2 separate regions of the Zea mays genome follow, and region 2 is linked to region 1. Evidence: chromatin contacts called from public Hi-C data. All regions are on one chromosome and are shown on one strand. Each heading gives the region's core, a stretch centred on a gene start, on an enhancer-like site or on the middle of the called end of the contact. The rest is flanking DNA. Distances are from core to core; before and after follow the strand shown. Region 1 holds the start of LOC100279268 (RNA-binding (RRM/RBD/RNP motifs) family protein). Region 2 holds the start of LOC103631301 (probable phospholipid-transporting ATPase 4).

Region 1 (7,191 bases), core at 1,561-4,060:
CAACTGCAGAACTGCTTACATGACAATGATATTTACCATCACTAAACGCAATAAAAGATAAACAAGTTACCTGTTTCCCTCCAAGATCATGCATTCTCCCCTCTGACATAACCCTTTCAACAGCATCCTCGCTTTCAAATGTGACAAATCCAAAGCCACGTGAGCGTCCAGTGCTATGGTCAAGCATAATCTGATGCTCAACCACCTTCCCATACGATGAGAAGTGCTCCTTTAATTTATCTGCAAGGTTCATATTAATCATGTTTGCATTTGAAACAAATGTTTTCAAGGTAGCTGGTGGCTGATCAAAGTTATTATATTGCCAGTTCAATACAATGTTGCCATATCTTTTGCTTACAAACAAAAAATGTTTCAGTGTCGCTTGTACCTTCGGTAAGAGATGGTGGAATACCACCCACAAAGATCTTTTTTGTCTTAGGACCGTCTTTCGATGACATTTCCTCTTTTGGAACAGTCCTTTTGACTTCAACCTTCAGCATAAAAACACAGTTGAGAATATTGTCCAAAATTAAGATCGTGATTTTTGGATAACGAACATAGAAGCCTTACTGTTCTTCCATCTATGACATGTTCATCCTCTAGAACCCTGTCAAGCACAGATGGATCGGAAAATGTAACAAATCCAAATCCGCGAGGCATCCTAGTATGCTTGTCCTTCATGATCACAGAATCAGTTATAGCTCCATACTTCTGAAAATGCTTTGTGAATGTTTCTGCACATGCAAATGGAACATATAACGAAAGATAAGCAAAATAAAAAAGTTATCACAGTACAACAAAAATGTATTGCTACATGAGATCAGCAATCTATATTCTAATGTTTCTTTTATAGCTGCAGATACTTGGCGCTACGGATCACTCAATAAAGTATGAATGAGAAACATGACTCCTAAAAGGTTCACATACAGTTTTGGAGTAGGCTTGCAGGATTATTAATGGGAAAGGTTCATCTCAAAGACAACTGTAGTTAAGCTACAGATAAATACCCACATGAGATTGCAAACTAATATTGTGACATTAAAGACCATGACACTCCTATGGTCCGAAGTTAGGAACACAAAACTGACAAATAATTCTAGAACATCAATGCAAACACACACTTACTTGCCATTCAATTCTCAAATAAAAGACTTATATTTTCCAGTTCAACTACATGTCCTTAAATTATTAAAACGAAAGTCATTTCCTGTTTTCTAGTTCACACATCTATGCACAGAGTCACAATTATTATTTCTATGTTATCAAACAGATAAAAGCAGAATCACTCCTATCAATACACCAAATGAAGCCCAATCTGTATTGATCAAATGACATACAGTTCCAGAATAATTACACAAAATAAAGCATATAGATTAACAGTTTATTTAACATGACTGGTATTAATATGATCATCGCAGCACAAAAGGTAGCTCATCAGCATGAAAAACAATGGAGCAGACAAACATGGAACATCATCTCATAATCAGTTTAGTAATTAGACAAAGATTGTGTAGCAGCTGTCCTAAAAAAACCTAAATGTTGAGAATGACTATGTTTCTGAAATCCATTAAGTAGGCTGTCACAAAGCAACAAATATCAAACAGTAATGTTTTATATTACTATTCAGAATACACCAACAAGAAAACAAAGTATAGGCATGCTTCCATAAATACAATGGAGGGACATATACAAACTCTAGGCTTGCTTCCATCAATATAATGGAGGTAGCAGTAGCTCCCAATTCTAAGCTTTTACCACATACACTATCCTACCTAAGCAAGTTCATAGTGCATCAATGACTCAACCAACCCAATGCAGAACTTTATCAGTAACACATGAAAACAGAAAGAAAAAAACTACATCTTTTGCAGCACGACACCTTGCAGTGTATTTTTTTTCCTTTTATGCTAACAAAAAACAGGGCAGACCCAGTGTCAGAGGCTCTCATGTGAGTGGGGTCTAGAGAAGGGATAACCCGAGGCAAGCCTTCCACAAATGCGGAGATCTGCTTTGAACCCACAGTCTGGTGACTCAATGAGACAGCTTTCACCACTGCACCAGGCCTACCCTTCAAAACAGCTAAGAACTAATTTGCCTTTCTACTGTGTTGTTTACCCAGAATATATCGTGTGGTGTACAACATTTTACTTGATATAAACTAAAATAGCCTCATAGTTAGATCCCAAAAGAACTGCTCACTACCTTCAGTTGTCTCCCAAGCTACACCCCCTACGAAAATCTTCCTGCAAAAGCACATACGAGGATGCACCAAACCAAAACTATCAGCCACACCTAATCCATTCCAACAGACCGTACCATACGAAAAACCTAGATACCAATTACCAAGGAACTCACCCCGAGGCGTCACCGCCACTGGAATCTGCATCCCTCCCATCCTCGCCACCGGTATCAACATTCCCAACGGCCTTCGCTAAGCCCCGGCCTCCAACAACGCTTCTCGTCTCGGCCGCCATCGCCGCTGGCTCGGAGGCTACAGCCCCCTCGTCCGCTTCCCCCTCCCCGTCCTCCTCCTCCTCCTCCTCCTCCTCCTCCTCCTCCTCCTCGTACACCTCCTCGACTTCTTCAACCTCTTCTTCCTCCTCTTCCTCGTACCCGCTCATGGTGTTCTGGTTCTCTTCCCCGTACCCCGCCATGCCGCACCGCCGCGACCCGAAGCTCAGCTAAACCCTAGCTCCCAACCGGAGCTAGCTAGATTAGTGAATGGCAGCCTGTCGGAGCAGTAAAGTCTAGGTTTCGCGGCTGTCGGACCAAACCCTAGCGGCGGCGCTTCGGGTGTGTGCTGGACTTGGGGATGGGTGGGGGAGATGCCGGCGAGAGTGGAACCAGATGTTGCTAGTAGCTTTCGTGTGGCCCCCAGGCCCCAGGTGGGTAAAAAACCGATCCATTAACCGTACCCAATTTATCCAAGCCTGAATTAACCAAAGATCGGAACCCAAAATTATATTGAGTAAGTGCCTGTTTGTTTACCCCAATGAATTATATAATCTGGATTATTTTTGAAGGATTATATAATCTGGATTATATAATTTGGATTATATAATCTGAGTAGTCTTGTTTGTTTACCCAGATTATTTGACGTGTTTCTGTTGGACGGCGGGCTTCTTCGATCCGATAGGCGCAAAAACGATTCGGTAGATTATAATGACAATGGTGGGTAATTTCTAGGAAACTTGAAAGGGTAGTGGGGAAGTGAGAAAAAATAATCTGAAATAAGCACCTCCTCACTTGCTTATGGATTATCATAATCCAAGGGGTTAGATTATATAATCTAGGCAAATAAGCTAGACTGTTTGTTTGCATCTTAGAATTATTTAATCCAGATTATATAATCTGGGGGTAAACAAACAGGCCCTAAATCAGTTAACATATTCGGATACCCGAATTATCCAAAATTATATAGTATTTATGACATATAATATATGCTTATATGGACTGATGACTTTATGCGGACTCTTCAATGATTATCTAATGTATTATGTTTGCATGTGCAGACTTCTATTAGTTCTAGTTCAATCATTTATGTTTCTATTATACTGGACTGCAAGTTTTGTTCTGTATCAAGTAACATGTGATGTGGCACTGCTAACACTACGGATTTAATTTGTAATGTGTGAATTGTGAAGTTGAGATACTTGTGCAATTGAGGTGGTCTATTGATGTTGTAAGTTAATTATTTATTACCCTCATGTTGTGTTGAATCTAGTGATATATTGCATTGGGTGAACTCTGATTGGGTAAATCGAGATTACCCGAACCCGATTTTTTGGGTACCCAAATTTCGTGTACCCGCTTATTTTGGGTACACTTCGGGTAATGGTTTTTTAAAACCCGAATGACTCGACTTGAATTTTCGGGTAACTCGAAAGCCCACCCGTACGACTAGGTTCATAGGACACATTGGGTTCGCTTGCTCCGTTGAACATAGAGATGTGAATGAGAAATTTTTCATCGAGTTTGGACACCCCATTCTCATCCCATAGAGATATATGTATCCACATCCTCATACGCATATTCATCATGGGTATCAAGTTCCTAATAGATCCTTATCCCAACAAGAAAAGCATGATCATCCTATACCCATTGGCACTAGGGTGGGGAAGGGACAAAGGTTGGGCAATCGAGATGTCGAGCAAACTTGTGGTCCTATGGCGAAGGCGCGCTGGAGAGGAGGAGGCGGAGTCATAGGGGTGGGAGGGCAGCGACAGACTAGTGAACGGGGTGGTTGGGCACTTAAATTGGGTGGATATGTGCTTAAAAGGTTTAAGAAATGGTAGTGTTAGTTCTTATGCTTATTATCTATTGGTTTGCACACCTAATTTTACTAGGTAAATATTACCTATGGATAATCGAGTTCGGATGTTAGTTAGTGTCCGACGCCGGCTTCACCTCGCGGAATGTGGAAAAAATATTTCATGTCATTAAAAATTCTCTCTAAAGGCTATTTGCATGTGTATGAGTGTTTTAAGTAGTCACGTTACCATTATATATGCGAGCGTGTAAACTAGAGAGTATTTTCAGCAGACCACACATGCGGATGCACAAATAAACATGTGGAGAGGAGGCAAATCATAGATTTAGATGGTGTTTGGTTTAAGGAATCACTACATCTAAATTGAGGTGGTGTATTATGGGTTCATTCCTCAAATTTAGTGGGACGACCACATTCCTCATATTAGTATTAACTAACTAACTATGAGGAATGAGGTGGTGATGGATTAACTCATTTCATTCCACAAACCAAATAAAAATAGTGAGGTGTGAAAAGATGATGGACTAACTCATTCCTAAAACCAAACACTCTATTAGAGTATAGAAAGGGTGAGCGCATATTTTACATGTAGGCTTGAAAACTAAGATGGGAAAATCCTGTCCCGAGCGACACACGTTAAGCAACCATATATCGTTTTCTCAGGGAAAATGGAAAATTTTGGTGGGAATAGAACGAACTCTGGGGAGATTTTTTCTAGAATATTTTTCAAGTTCCCGTATTTATACATGAAATTTCCTGTTGATATTTATGTATTTAGAAGGCCTGACCAACATTGAGTCATTGGTGTTCTAGTTCTCACACGTTAAAGGCACACGTGTCACACCCGGATTTAAGGGGCAAACTCGGATGTGTCAAAAATGTGTGCTAGCATCAAGTCTCACATATATGATAACTCATGGTACAGAAATAAATATCACATCTTTACTATATAATAGAAGTTCTGTACAAAATAACTAAACAACTATATCATACGAAGATAACGATCCAGCAACCATAGTTGACTGAGAGACGATGACCTAGACCTCTCACGAACTCATCGCGACATCCTTCATGCTCCTTATCTTGTGGTACCTCTCCTTGACCTGGAAAATGTGAGTACAGCAAGGATGAACTCGCATACGTTCATCGCTCAACAAGTTGTGGAGAATAATGTGAATGAGCTCACTTACGGTCGGGGCTCATGTGAAGTGTATGACTTACCAAAAAAGATGGTTAAAGCTGAGCATTGCTTTTAGAGTTGGTCAAAAAATTTATTAGCAGTTACTAAGTATAAGTAGATACCATCCCAAATAAATAAGAGATCAAAATTAATAATAAAGCCACAATGCAATGCAAATGACAAATTAAGTTCAATTCTATAAGTTAATCATGTGAGTGTCCAAGCCGCTCAAGACCGTGAGCACGACTGATATACTAGTTTTACACTCTACAGAGGTTGTGCATCTTTACCCACAAGTCGTGTTACCCATTTGCCAAGGGATCGCGAGTTTTCATTCATCTCTGCCTTGAAGATGAGTCAGGGTAGCACTACAATGTCTTCACAAAGTTTCACTAGCTTTAGAAAACTCGCTACGATTTCTAATGAGAGAGGTATAGGAATTCTCCATCTGAAAAGCCATCACAGCATGATCAACCCGAGAACCTCCCTATACCGATAACTCTCCTACCGCCCTTGCCCCTTTCGGGTAAGGTAGTCCTCTACTAGCTTTCCTAATTAGTCAGCCAAGGGTGTCCCATACCACCCTTGTGTTAGCACTGTTTTCTCGGGTGGTTCTCCATGTTCCAATTATCATAATGATCTTATCATGAACAGTGATAAAACTCATTGACCGTAAATAGCATGGTCATGAATATTGTGAATCTTAACACCCAAAACCATATATAGCAATAGCATATACTACCCAAAAGTTCAGTGTTAATCAAGGTATGAAGAAGACAAAACTAGGGTGTCCTATTGGGTCCCATCAAAATTCATATAAGCAGATCATAATGATTAATAAGAACATTATTGGGTAAATAAGAGTGATCAAGGGCACAACTTGCCTTAGACTTGAGATTCTAGGTACTTGACCACATTGTCTTTGGGTTTCTCGTGACCTCGCTGCTACTCGTAGCAATACATACAAATAGACAAGGAGTACATAAAATTAACATTACACCAAACATGGGAACAAACAGCGTAAGAATATTCTATGCGTTGCTACGAGATCGTAGGTTCGAGGACCATTGAAATCGGAGTTATGGTTAAATGGATATAGTTTTCGAAGGATTTAAGTGATTGACTATTAAAATTATGCCCTAGGTTGATTAATATAAATCATGCAAGAGAGAGTTATAATTATCTTTAACTTAAGTGTACATCTTAATTTAGGTGGAGGTCACATTCTAGTCATAGCATGGTTAATAACAGGTTAACTTGGGCTAGAAAGAGTAATCTACTACACAGAGGTTAAACAATACTCATTTATAAAAACTATGTGATATGCTACAATTAATGTTGCTACTGTGTAGGCCATTTCATTACGGAGCTAACACAACTGGAACAGATTAATTTGGAGCTAAAATAGTGAAGTTATGGCTTTTCTAAGATTGGGACATTATTTTTGCACTCAAATGATTTCTCCATTTATTTTCATTGATTCCTCGGTTGACTGGATTGCGGACCATATTGTTTGAGAGCCCAAGGTTGATTTTGTAAGAATAAAGGACCTTATTGTGATTGTCTCTATGTTGAAGGGGACAGATGGTTGATTATCTCGAAACCAAGGGGCTCTTTATAAAGTTTTCCGCACGAAGGGGTATGGGTGGAATCTGGCCATCCAGATCAAGCTTCTATGACCGAGATTAAATTGATCGTGACCGAACCGGTATCAAACGACCGCGGTGAGATCGACGATCAA
Region 2 (7,191 bases), core at 1,753-4,252, 150 kb after region 1:
ATGATGCTGCTCAGTTGGAAACAAAGAACAATCAAGGATAATCAAGCTGAAGCCCCAAAAAGTGGTGGCATTGAAAAAGATAGAACAAACAGGCCAAGCATGTTGACAAATGACCGCACCAAGTAATCAGGTGCAAACTTTGCTTCTTAACATTTTTAAGCTAATAACAAATATCAATTCTTGAATGCAGATGGCCTGATTACAGACTTAGCCAAAAATAAATTCAAAGAGCATCACCAAATTTAAAAAAAAACGGTACAAATCCTACCTGTCTGCTCCTTTGCAAAAAAGAAGAATTTGACCATCTTCATCCTGCAGAATTACAGTCATTCGTTTTCTTTTGCTACTGAATTCCAATAGATTGAGAATCTTGAACTCCCTGAAATTATACTCAAACAATAAGACAAAAAAATATAATAATAACGATAAGGAACAAATATGAACAAATGGGTAACAAATACTGATATGCAACCTCTCAACTGTGTCTTTCGAAGAAGTGTGTTTCTCCCTGACAAAGACACTTGATTGTGTTCGCTTGAAAAATTCAAATCCAAATTCCCTGGCTGCCACAAGAAAAGCCCCCTCATCAGGTGATTCTGCTTCATAGGCAATAGAACCAGTTGCTTCATTTATCTCTGGTATCGCTGTGTGACACAGAGCAAGTATCCTGAAGAAGAGTAGAATTGTGGAAGAATTTGGCTCCTTGGTCCAGTTCCCTTGCATGAGACGGTCATCCACAAAACTGAAGCCTTTTATGGAGGGCTTTATGTTGGTCCCAACACTAAAGTTGACTCCTACCAACTCGATTTCATCATCATTGTTCTCCTCCCATATATCTTGTAAAGGGATATCATGGTCATCAGCACCTGATGCCATATGCTTTGCAGCAGCACGTTCAACTTCACTTGAACCCACGCCATATGATACTCCAGCAATTGAACACTTCAGGAAATCCATTTGATTGCAGGTCAGAGTGCCAGTTTTATCCGATAAGATAGTATGAACCTGGCCAAGTTCCTCATTCAAATTTGATGTACGTGCCTGAGCAGTATTGCCAGTGTCCTCATCAAACATATGAATGTCCTGGTTAATGAAATGTGCTTGCAATACCTTCACAAGTTCAATCGAGACATACAGCGAGATTGGAATCAGATACCCATAAAGAATGAGAGCTGTGATTAGATGGAATATCCCAGAAAGAGCTGGGCGTGATGGATCATCTAATTTATTGCTTTTCTCTGGCTGCAAGTACCACCAGCGGGGCAAATCTAACTTGATCCTCACGGCGAATCCAATTGAACTAATGAGCGATATCAACACAAGCACAGTAAACAGGATGTATATGATCAAATCCATCTTCTTCTCAATCCTGCTCCTCTTTGATGGCGACTCAGTTGAGTTCTGCATGACTTTACTGTCATGGCCAGTGAAGATAACCACTCCATAGATAAAGGCTGTATTCCTTAGTTTTGAGTCCCTCAGAAGTATCTGAGACGGATCAAGGGCGTACACCTGCCTCTCATACTCAAAGTTACCAGTAAATGTGTACAAGGACGGGTTGGGATCCTCGCAGCGTATCACTGCCTGGAAATCCTTAAATGACTCGTCTTCTTCCAGCGGCAGCGTTACCTCAAGTGACCTCTTCACCTTAAGGTTCGTCTCACCATCGAGGTTCATTGTCTCAACATAGCAAATACCATCCTCATAGCTCGAGGACAGTAGCAGTAAATCAGCAGGGAAGAACTGGTCCTTCTCAACTCTGACCACATCACCGACACAAAGGTCCTCCCAGTGCCGGTAGTCGAATTCGCCATCACCCTTGTGCGTGCTGACATAGCGGTTGTTCACCTTCATGTCCTGGATGAAGCGGCGCCAGTCCTCCAACCCCTCCTTCATCATGCTGAGGCCAACAACAAAGGCCAGCGGAGCAATCATGCTGACGGGAGAGAAGGGGCACACTGGGGTGAGCGAGAGGATGGCGGTGAGGAGGAAGTAGAGGTTGGCAACGCGTCGGAACTGCTCGAAGATGGCCTTGGGGAAGAAGGTGATGATGTTGTACTTGGTGGTGGTGATGTAGTTGGTGATGTACTTGAGCGGCTTCTGCAGGGCGGCGTTGTTGCAGTACACGACGCGCGAGAAGCCCGGCCCGCCGACGGCGCCAGCCCCATCGGAGGAGGGGCCCGCATCGCCGGCGTGCTCTTGCTGGGCACGGAAGCAGGAGAAGGTGTAGAGATTGCTCCACCGCACGCGGTCCCGCCGGCGGCGGCCGGAACGGCCCATCTCGGCGCCCGGTGTCCGTCAGCGCCCGATTTCCAGCTATGCGGACGCCGGCATTGCAGCTCGACCGAATCTAGGATGGGATTCCTACGCCGCGTTGCGAATTGGACCTGCAGCTTGGGAAAACAGTTCGTGATCTCGTCAGCGAATTTCAAAAAAAAAAGAATGAACAGACAAAGAAATCGAACAAAACGCACGGAGGAATCTCACGCCATGGAAACCTGGGATCCGCTAAAACAACGTGCAGACTACACCCGCGTGTATTGTAGGCACATTCACCTCCTAAATCACCCATGGAAAACAGAAAACCGCACAAAACGAACGGGCTAACCAAAAAACTCCACAACGGGTGCAAACTAGGAGCAAAAAAAGGACGGGGGAGAGGGAAAGTCGCAGGACCAGAAACCGAGGCGCCAGCATCCAGCTGCGGAGGTTGAGAGAAGGGACAGCGGGGCGCACCAACCTGGATTCACAGGCAGAGAGAGGTGCGAAGAGGAGGACCGAGGCAGAGAGTCCGGCGATCAAGCGGGGTATCGATCCCGTCCTGGGGATTCGCACGCGTCGGCCGGCGACGCTTTGGTGGGTGGGTGGGAGTTGGAGCGAGGAGCGGGGGGCGGGGGGCGGAGCGAGAAGGGTGGGGACGAGGCAGGGAACGAGGTGGGGAGCGACTAGCGTGGCCGCGAGCTGAGACGAGGAGAGAGAGGAATTAGTCGATTAATTAAGTCCGATTATTTTAAATCCGCCATTTGCATTTATATTATTTAACCGTGATCACTCGTCGAGGCTCTCCGCGCCCTACAGAGTTCTCATTTTTACCTTTTTTTATTTACTTTATATTTACCTCTCGTTATTGCGTTAGATTACGTTAAATGTTTTAAAACGGAGAATCACCAAGTTAAAAAATAAAGGGTAAAATTATAATTGCAAGACTGGGGTATTAATTTGAATGTTTGAGCTGCACGAAATATACGCGCTCGTCATTGTTTTGTCGTGTACTCGTGTGCGTTGTTGCCTGGGGAGGACGGCAAAACTTGTCTCCATTCTTTTTTGTCGTCAAGAAAAGAAAAAGGAAACGAAAACGCTTGGCTCCATGCACCACGGCGGTGGTGTGATCGAGTCGTCCGGGTAGCTGCGGCCGTGGCGAGCGACCGCCGCGCCCGGGGCACACAAATGTGACGGGAACTGCTTCAACGGCTTCGCAGTTCGCACGCGGGGGTACTCCATGGCCATGGGCATGGGCATGATAGTAATCTCTACTACTATTATGTTAGTAGTGTAGGCGTCCACATTTGAGGACGGTGCACGATCGAGGAGGGGGAGGATCCGGCGGAGGCACCTATGGTGGCTGCGAGGGCGGGAGCGCCATGAGGGGCGGTGGTCGTGGCGGCGGGAGGCAGCCTTCCTATGCGGCACCGGATGGGGCGGATGCGGCGGCGATCCCGGTCGCCTCCAGAAGATGGTGCAGAGAACCTGGCCGACCGCTTGGAGGGCGAGATCTACGCCACGCTATGCGACTGCGGAATGGACCCCGACATAGCCGTCGAGAGGCTCATCTCCCAGGGTAAGGGCATATACTCTCACCTCGCTCTAGGCTCTAGCTCTATCCTCGCTGGCTCCAATTGTTTAGCCATAGGCGCACAAAAGCTCTCGACCCGTGAGGTGAGTCCCTGCTCTTTTCTTTTCTTGTGCTGTTCTTAGATGCTTGTGTGCCCGAGTTCCGGTGCCTATCCATTAACCTGTTGTTCTGTATTATTTGCTTTGTTGTTTCGTGTTGTTTCGTGATTGGAAGAACAGACATTTGGCTTGCACGATTATCAAATGCCACTATAGAATATTTGTAGGTCGAGATGGATCAGTCGTGAATTGCCCACAAATCGCGCCATGTCGCAAGCTTACGCTTCCAATCCATGGCAGCCGCGCCCCGCTCCCCCAGCCGCGCCAGGGAAGGTCCTTCCCAAATAACCTCCGCGCCAGGGAATTCGATCTCCCAAATCACGCTTCCATCCATGGCAGTCCCGATGGATCCGCCGCGAATCGCCCACAAATCATGCGAGGTCGCAAGCTCACGCTTCCAATCCAGCAGCCGCGCCCCGCTCCCCCAGCAGCGCCAGGGAACTCGGCCTCCCAAATCATGCTTCCACCCATGGCAGCTTAGTTCTCCCAAATCCGTCGCGAATCGCCGGTCTGCTCAAGCACCTACTCGATCTCCCAAATCCATCGTGAATCGCGCACAAAGCTTCCATCTATGGCTGCCGCGCCCCGCTCCCCCTTCATGGCAGCCGCGCTCCCTCCGCGCCCTTCCATCCATGGCAGCCTTCCCCCATTCCCTTTCCTCACAAATCGTCCACCTGGTCTCGCGGCTGCCTTCCCCCATTGCTCCCCCTCCTCTCTCCCTCCCTTCGCACACCACATCTGCTCGTTCCTCTCTCCAAGTCCACAGTAGACGCCACAGTGCTCTCTCCAAGTGTGGCGCCACTGCGTACTCCGCCGCGAATCACCGATGTGCCGCTGCCGGTGACGAAGAAAGAGCCCCGCTCCCGCCCGCCGGTGTGCCGCCACTCCGCATCCGTGCGCAGCGCTGGTGTTCTACGGTAACCGCTCCTCTCCTCATCCTCCTCTCTTTCCGGACACCACATCTATAGATGCACGTGCGTTGTTTCTCCTGAGATGTTTTTTAGTTCCCTGGCGCCTTCCCATCCTCTCCTAGGACGTAGCCGGTGCAGCGCCATCGCCCCCGCCAGGAAGCCCGTGGACGCAGCTTAGTTCTGTCCTCTTGTGTGACCTGTAATCAGGATGAACTGAAAGGAACTTAGTTCCCGTGGACGCAGCTTAGTTCCACCTCGTCGATCATATGAACTGAAAGGAACCAAACATACAAGCTGTACTCAGGATGACTGTAGTTGTCGAGCGTGTCCGAGTTTTTGTCTTCCTTCCATGTACCGTGGCCTCTCCTTTAGCAGCTGCAAATAATTGTAGGGCCTCTGTCTTATTGCTTTCAGATTGGAATCCAGGTGCTTCCAATTTGTTTGGTACTCGCACTCTTTGTTCTGTCCTCTTGTGTGACCTGTAATGCGTATATCATGCCCTTGCTCTCATGACTTCATCTTTCCTGTCAAAAGAAGTTATGTGATTTGTTTGTTAATTAATTGCTCTGCGCATTCGGAAGCTGATATCAAGTGTCTGTGTACAGAATTTTGCTAGGAATCGGATCTTGTTTAATATATAAGTTACTGGCCAATGATTATGGATCTTGCTGGTAGAACGATCTGATCCGCGCGTGCAATCCGGATAATTGAGACGTTGACGATCAATCGTTATATCTATTTTCTAATTCCTGAACATCATCAGTTGGTGGCGCCACTAGGCCAACACACGCGCCCGATTTTTTGGCAATGTTTGAATACCTTAAAGCCAGATTTATTTCTCTGAAAGGCATACTAAAGAAAACCTAAATCTACCTGTGTTTTGAAACAATCTAATCACTATTGAATCATTGAGTTAGTGTTTGCATATAGTCATACACTTTTGTGGGCGATTCGCGGGCTATGTCTAAAACATCGTGGTCTTTATTTTCAGATCAAGATTCAGTGCGTTTGTTGGCTGTTGAAGGTTGTGCTGCTCTTGGTAAATTGTTGGAGCCACAAGATTATGTAGCTCACATTCTTCTGGTCATTGTCAATTTCTACCAGGTACATTGCTCCCATGTTGGCCCGTAGTTCCATTTTGCAGCAAGTAATTTGCTTTCTTTGTGGATATATTATTGGGAGACATGTTTTTAGTTGCTAGAGGTTGATAATTTCTCGAAGTCGCCTCTTAGTTTTGCAACTTGTTGCAGTTCAGTGCATCACCGCTGATAAATGCTACTTGCATATACTCGCTTTGTTTAGGATAAATCATGGTGTGTTCGTTATATGGTCGCCAATCAGTTATGTTCAAATATATCATGGCATATATCAGCGGTGATGCACTGAACTTTCAAGCGAATTTGTCGCTGTAACTATTATTTAGTAGCCTGCGATGTGTTAGTGAATTTGTCGCTCAAACATAAATGAACTGACTTCTTTTCAATACTTAACTTTTATACGACATATGTTAAGTAATACAATGTCAAGCTTGTGTATTGGGGTTTTTTTATTGGGGTATAAAGTTTATATGCATTCTTCCGGTATATATCGGTTGATGCTAATTTTTAGATAAAATGATAGTGGGGAGGCATTAGACATTCTCTCTGTGAGTCGCCTCACCTTTTTGCATGTTATTAGAGCCCGGCTATTCAAGCTCCTTTTCATCTCAAATTTTTTCACTATCTAAAACTAAAAAAATAAAATAAAAAAACTCGCTTAAAGCATTCATAATTTCAGATACACAAAGTGAGTCGCCTCACCTGATCCTTGACAAGCTCTTCTCTACTTGAAACATGAGCTTGAATAGATCACCAAGGAGCCACTAGATCACTTGGCGTGCAAAAAAATAATCAAGGCATTTGACTAAGAGAAACTCATTGTGGATATATTCAAATTTCATTGAACTTGTAGAGAAAAAGGCTTGTGACTGTACAATAAAATAGGCATCAATTCACATTTAATATAAAATAGTATACTGAAAAATGCAACCAAACAGCTGCAGCACTGTCTATTAGGAAATAGAGTGCGAATGTTATGACAAAGACCAGCAACAAACAAATAATCAACAATTAGGTAAATGTATTTGTTGACAGAGGTTCTACATGATGGTAGATAGAAGTATGCATTAGCACGAAAGGAGTGGAGGATATAACCTATGAAGCAAACATGAACCTCATGTAAAATAAAGGGAACTTGTCACTAACAAAATAAGAAGGTTCAGGTTAGCTGGTTACAGATTCACCAAACAAAATATATATACATATATATTCATACACTGCAAAGACAACTG

Evidence for each region. A called contact is a pair of places that touch in the nucleus more often than the background predicts.
Region 2: a contact with region 1 is called in a Hi-C map of ear, with 2.3 times the contacts expected there. The contact joins the promoter of LOC103631301 here to the promoter of LOC100279268 in region 1. A contact is called at or near these places in 10 of 25 Hi-C or Micro-C datasets (bundle sheath, ear, leaf and 3 more).

Annotation. Positions count from the first base shown.
Region 1 is chr6:114,603,449-114,610,639 of Zm-B73-REFERENCE-NAM-5.0, forward strand. LOC100279268 (RNA-binding (RRM/RBD/RNP motifs) family protein) reads right to left here and starts at 2,811. Exons shown (of 6, transcript NM_001152289.1): 1 at 2,356-2,811; 2 at 2,203-2,243; 3 at 571-734; 4 at 389-491; 5 at 71-240. The coding sequence starts at 2,654.
Region 2 is chr6:114,754,452-114,761,642 of Zm-B73-REFERENCE-NAM-5.0, forward strand. LOC103631301 (probable phospholipid-transporting ATPase 4) reads right to left here and starts at 3,003. Exons shown (of 11, transcript XM_020539415.3): 1 at 2,741-3,003; 2 at 473-2,393; 3 at 269-379; 4 at 1-6. The coding sequence starts at 2,280.